Linked DNA regions of Gasterosteus aculeatus: region 2 is linked to region 1. Evidence: chromatin contacts called from public Hi-C data. All regions are on one chromosome and are shown on one strand. The core of a region is the stretch at or near the end of the contact, and the rest is flanking DNA. Distances in the headings are between cores, read along the strand shown.

Region 1 (3,078 bases), core at 413-2,912:
GATCACACAAAGATGAACAGCTGGAAATGTGCTGGCTAGTCAGACGGCGCGATGCTCAACTGGGACAGAGGGTACTACAGACGGGGAGGGGCCCGCTGTCATTAGAATGGAGTGAGAACAGAGAGTACAACCTGATTTACCTCCGCACTCATGTACAGTATAATTAAGACATTGAAATTCCATCAACGTGAATGTCTTTGTCACAAAGTGCAGGAGTCGCTCACACAAATACCGATATTTTGAAACTGAATAAAATGTTTTGTTATTATTCATGCTGGTATTCTTTTCTTTTAAATGAGATCAAATGGTGGACTTCTTCAAACTACCTCAAAGGATCTGGAATGAGCAGATACCTTCAAACCGCTGTCCTTCAGCGCTGAATAATCCAAAGTGATTACCTCCCATCCATCTACTCGCATAATCACACTCCTTCGCAAAAGATGCACACAACAAATATTTTATTGGCGCACTCAGTACGTAGCACGCTGCCGATTATACTAAATGTGTCTATTTTTGTGATGCATAATTCATACTCTGAGCACCTCTCACTATTCGTCCATATTAATGAGGCTCTTCTCAGCTGTAGTGATGGCACAGAGACATGGAGTCCTGTGTGTATTGAAAAGCATGACGATAGAGGAAGGTACAAACAGGCCGCTTGTCTGAAGTCAGTTAAGCAGACAGAAAGGGTCCTTCAAAATGTCTATCTTATAATATGCGCTGATGTGCTTTTTGTAGACCTGATACCATCCTTGCCAGTCACTGCATAATGTTTTGCTGCTTAATCAAGAAACGCTGTAAAAAATGCAAACGTGTCTCCTTAATACCCCTGTAAAATCCTTCTTTATAGGAAACCACATGTTTAACATTTCCAACAAAGCTGCAGAGAAAGGACGCGGACAAGGAGACATAACTCTTCATTGCAGGTAAAGTGAAGAAAGCAATTTCCCCGAGTTAAAAAGCTCCCCTGAGGGACAAATATCAGAAGAGACGTGTTGGGACCGAGCCTGGAAAGCTGCAGATAAGTCTACAGGAAAATAGTATTTTTAAGCAATTTGCTGCTACTTCTCCAGGTAACTGCAGTGTCACCCTCCACACACACACACACACAAAACCATTGTATTTCATCCAGCACCCTCTAGTGGTTTGAAAAAAGAAGAAACCGGTGAAGATTAAGAAAGCTCAACAGCGCCCCCTGATGCCCTGTAAAGGCATGACCATCATATCATATGTGTGCAACATAGCATAGTATTATAATCTGTCGACGACCTTTATCAATGGCCATTTGCTTTATCGTGCAAACACGTCAATATCTGAACTCTGCCTTGGCCTCTCGTGATGCACCCAGGCACAGAGGAGAAGTGACTCAGTGCGTTAGTAATCTCACAGTCCTGTGCACCGTCTGGGAAGCTATTGGGCCTGAGGACTAAGGAGGAGGAGCTGTGTGTGTGTGTGTGTGTGTGTGTGTGTGTGTGTGTGTGTGTGTGTGTGTGTGTGTGTGTGTGTGTGTGTGTGTGTGTGTGTGTGTGTGTGTGTGTGTGTGTGTGCGTGCGTGCGTGCGTGCGTGCGTGCGTGCGTGCGTGCGTGCGTGCGCCTTACCCTGGTCTATGTTGTGCTGTGGTAGCTGGCTCATCTGACTGTGGACCACACCCGCGTAACTCCGGAGGAAAGCCTCTTCACTGGGCGTGAGCTGAAAGGGAGTGAACAAAGTGACTATTCCAGTTTGCAAACAAGGACAAATTACATAGCTTATCTTGAGGGAGTACACACGTTTGCTCTATATTATATAGTTTTGGTTAAGGGTTAGGTATTATAAATAATTGATGCATCTGCTTTTCTGTCCACGGTCTCGGGAATATTGGACCATTTGTCTCGTTTAGACAGTGAAAGGGATTGATCGGAGGATGGGTTGTGTTGCTGCAATCACAAAGTCAGTGTTTCAGTCACCTAATGTAGAGCGTCTCATAACATGTTTCTGACCTGTAATGTAATGTAATGTTTCCATCTCTGTGGTTTGTTCAACAGCTACTTGTAAAAAGTAACAACAAACATACAAAACACCTGTTTAAGTACTTTTCAAATTTTATATTTGTCATTACACCAGCTGTATCGGACGTTGTCATAATGAAATATTTTTGACTATATACAAAAATATTGTCATAAATAAACATTCAGAGCTGTCAATAGATTAAGAAAAAATGAACCAATTAATCTCACATTTTGAAATTCATTAATATCGTTTAAAGGTTTGTTTTTCCTTTAAAGACGGAATCTTATAAATTAACGAGTAATCACTTTAGAAAACATGTATTTTAGACTGTAGTTTAATTTTTTTCAGACACAACACTACACACATTCGATGATCTCCGATGCAGAATTCCACCGGGTGGAACATGATAGCAACTCGCTGTCCTTGTGCACTTCTCTCAACTCTCCATCATTTGTTTTGGGCTGTGTCTGAAGTGCCAGCAATCTACAAACAGTGGTGGTCCTCTGCAGACTGCGTGCGGCGCAGGGTAAATGTTGAGATGGAAGTAGCCTAGCAGCTACTAACAGGTTACGGGCCCTAGCAGTCGTGAAGTGGTCCCTCTGCCGCCCGCCCCCCTTTCCGTTGGACACGTGGAGGAATTCTCCACTGTACATTCACATAACACTGCGACTGTATACAAAGAACTGCACAGCCTTGAGTTTATGTCCTCAAAGACAGAGCTTCCTACAGCGAGTGTGAAAATAAACAGCTGATCGGGCCGAAACGCCTCGTAACAGGTTCTCGCTGTTCTTTCTGAAAGCGTTGATAATTTAATCTTCCGAAAACAATATTTTGGAGAGTTGCCTTAAGTCCAAAGTGAAACATTTATCAGTGTGCTGGGACCAGATTGCTGAGTCTTTCTGCGGCTTAAAAGAACCCACAGAGGGACGCTAGGGTACAAGTGGTACCCTAGCACACTAGTTTAAAGACATTTAAAGTACATTTATTCATTGTTATATTGTTAAAAAGAAGGTAGGTTCAAGTAGCATACTGACATTAGCTGGACACAAAGCAGAGCCTGAACCTCATTTTTGCTTCCATGTAAATAC
Region 2 (3,078 bases), core at 392-2,891, 57 kb before region 1:
GTCATCGTCGGTCTGCTCTGCTGGCTGCAGTTGGTCATAGTGATGCCTAAGACGATACAGTCAAAATGTTGTATTCAGCTCTTCAGCTCGATTTCATGCTGTGGATTATACTTCAGGGAAATCAAACAGCAAATAAATGTCCTTCATCTCTAAATTAAAATGTATGATTTTTGTGATTGTGTTTTGCACTCAATATGTCTATTATATACCACATTAAGTTAATTTGAATCAAAACGCATTTTCATCTTTCAAAATCAGTTTAAACATTTATTCAGCTTAGGCCTTCGCTTTTTAAGTTAAATCAATTTCATTCATTCAGCCCAATTTCACACACAGCACAATAGAAAACAGCATATTGAGGATACGGAAATGTCTGACAGGTAGTGTCTTAGATTCCTAAAAAGATGTCCTTACACCTTTTTAACAGCAAAGGCGTAAATAGCAGAGAGTGTAAACTTGCCGAACGACTTTGGCTGTCTCCACCCACTCTGGCTGCAAGCTTTCCCACGAATCAACCGTGATCCAGTCGGAGTTCTCTGTGGACAATCTGGCCATCTCCAGACGATGGCAGGCCTCGATCAAACCCTTCTTCTTATAGGCATCGCCCACCGGAGAGATGATGCCCTTCACCACCCTGTACAGACCTTAGACAAGAAAGCAGCATGAACAGATGGTTTAGAGTAACGCCACAGCAGGTAACATCCACGCATATACGCCATCAGTGGTGACTCCATTCAATGACTCCATTCATTTATCATTTTCTTTATACTTCTATTTATAAGGGAAGACATTTTTTCCCAGCCATGTTTGTTTGACAGCTAACTTTACTTTCTTTTAAACTCCTCACACATGTATGCATCGGTATTAATAATCGGGTGTGGATTAAGGATGCGGCTCTCTCATACGGAGTCCTGTCACAGATTACATGCTGCTGCAAATAATAACACAAATATTATTACAAGTGAATGCTGGACATAATGTCATGCATGTAATTGGGAATGTTTACATCAAGGAATTCCAACATCTGCTTCAGTGAAGTATCTAAATACTTTCAACCATATACATCTAATATAGCTCAAAGGTTTCATTGTCCTGTCACTCAACCTGTGTCCTCCAGATGGTCTCGGGCCAGTTCAAACATCCTCAGGTGCATGTTAGTCACAGGGTTGAAGGACCCGCAGGCCAGCAGGACCACTTTGGTTATTTTATGACCGTCCATGTCTCATACTAGAAGAGCAAATATGCAGAATAAAACCGACTGAACTTAAGATACTTTGGTTGAAATACAAACGACCCCCCCTGGCTCTCTGACCTCTGAGGGGGGAGCACAGTATTACTTTGTGATGGGAGTTACACAAGTTAGAAACGGAACTATCCACTATCGTTAACTTATAACGTGTTGGTGACTAAAGCTAATGTTAGCTAGCTTCAATTGCCATTCATTCATAAAACGTTGGCAGAGTTAGCTTTCTCTCTAAACAGGCAACGCGAGCGAGCCGGTTGGTACAAGATGCTCAAGCAGACGAATCAAAGCGGCGCTCAGTCAACCAAGGACGTGTTTTCTACCGCAGAAGAGGAAGGTAAATAGTGAAAATATGCATTGCGCTGAAACGACAAGCTGCTGTGGACAGCTATGGAACAGGGGACTTCCGGGTTTGACGTTGCATTGAGAAATCTGATTGGACACAATCGACCAATAAGAAGAGAGCTGCACCTACTCTTCCAAGCTACATTCACAATCACAAACGCGCATCCTTAAACGCGTCGACAGCAAATATACGTGCTGTAAACCTTCATAAAAGTAGCTATTCTTTAAAGGGAGTTTTTGAAACAGCTACCTTTACGTATACTCGTCAAGCTGGTGCAAATATTTGACGCGCACAACTCATTTCCAACTGTCTACAGAGTCACGGTGAGATATTTTTCTTCTAGCATGCAAGCTAGCTGGTCGGCTAACGTAAATAACGTAACAACTGTATAGCTTGCACTTAAAGCTGTAAAGGTCTAAGCTTCCAGTGAAATGACCACCGCCCAATAATACCATCGATGTCGCAATGAATGCTGAAGGGGGTTTGCTGCAATGCTAGCTACAACAACGCCTTTCTAATGAAGTATACCAGGTTGCAGTCAAGTTATTTGTGCAACAATGGCTACTGTCTCGCGTCCTACTTGTTTACTGTTTGATTCATTTTTGCGTTCTCCATAGGTCGATATTAACGAAGCATGGCGTCTCGAGGGAAATCAGAAACTGGGAAATTGAGGCAAAATATGGAAGGGCAGCTCGACAGACTGATGCAGCAGCTTCAAGATCTGGAGGAATGCAGGTGCACACAAGCTCTCTACTGACCTACCAAATAAGACTGTCATAGATGGCAAGTGATCTAATCTAACGTTAAGTTTCCGCCGTCCCCTCTTTGTTATTCTAGAGAGGAAATGGACGACGAAGAGTATGAAGAGACAAAAAAAGAAACCTTGGAACAGTTGAGTGAATTCAACGACTCCCTGAAGAAGATCATGACAGGAGACATGACACTTGTGGATGAACTCAGTGGGATGCAGCTGGTAAGGACGATTCGTTGATTGTGCAAATACCGCGCGTGTCCATTTTAAACTCTTGTTTTTAAAAAAAAAAATCACATTTCTTCATCAGGCAACTCAGGCAGCCATCAGCCAAGCTTTCAAAACGCCAGAGGTGATCCGCCTTTTTGCTAAGAAGCAGCCGGGACAACTGAGAACCAGACTAGCAGAGGTCAGCCGCGCAGTGTCGTGCCCTGATGTGACCGCAGTGGTTTAATGCACAGTCGCACTCCTGCTCCATCACGCCCTCGTGTTCATCCGTGTGTTGCTTTGCTTGAAAGTTGTCCAACCAGTGCGTGATATTCTGCGCAGATGGACCGGGATGTTATAGTGGGAAAACTGTCGCGGGACGTGTACATGCAGCAGAAAATGGAAATCCTCACAGCCTTGAGAAAACTTGGAGAGACGGTGAGGGTCACAGTAGACATGCATGTCGCGTGCTTTTCCTCGGGTTCATGGTTGATTCACAGGCTTGTGCTCATGAGTCAGCACGGCTTCCTT

The links. A called contact is a pair of places that touch in the nucleus more often than the background predicts.
Region 2: a contact with region 1 is called in a Hi-C map of whole body, with 4 times the contacts expected there. The contact joins the promoter of nmnat1 here to the enhancer-like site in region 1. A contact is called at or near these places in 4 of 6 Hi-C or Micro-C datasets (blood and trunk muscle, liver, skeletal muscle and 1 more).

Annotation. Positions count from the first base shown.
Region 1 is chr2:12,445,530-12,448,607 of fGasAcu3.hap1.1, reverse strand. It overlaps ctnnbip1 (catenin, beta interacting protein 1), which reads right to left. Exons shown (of 4, transcript XM_040194260.2): 3 at 1,600-1,690. Among protein-coding and RNA genes, the nearest start is that of ctnnbip1, 9.3 kb to the right of the region's middle. Within about 2 kb of position 1,662, at least 4 of the 9 cell types and tissues checked have open chromatin away from gene starts, as enhancers often do.
Region 2 is chr2:12,502,083-12,505,160 of fGasAcu3.hap1.1, reverse strand. It overlaps nmnat1 (nicotinamide nucleotide adenylyltransferase 1), which reads right to left and starts at 1,641. Exons shown (of 5, transcript XM_040194265.2): 1 at 1,313-1,641; 2 at 1,105-1,227; 3 at 461-644; 4 at 1-46. The coding sequence starts at 1,219. lzic (leucine zipper and CTNNBIP1 domain containing) reads left to right here and starts at 556. Exons shown (of 7, transcript XM_078083513.1): 1 at 556-695; 2 at 2,207-2,324; 3 at 2,427-2,562; 4 at 2,651-2,749; 5 at 2,890-2,985. The coding sequence starts at 2,224.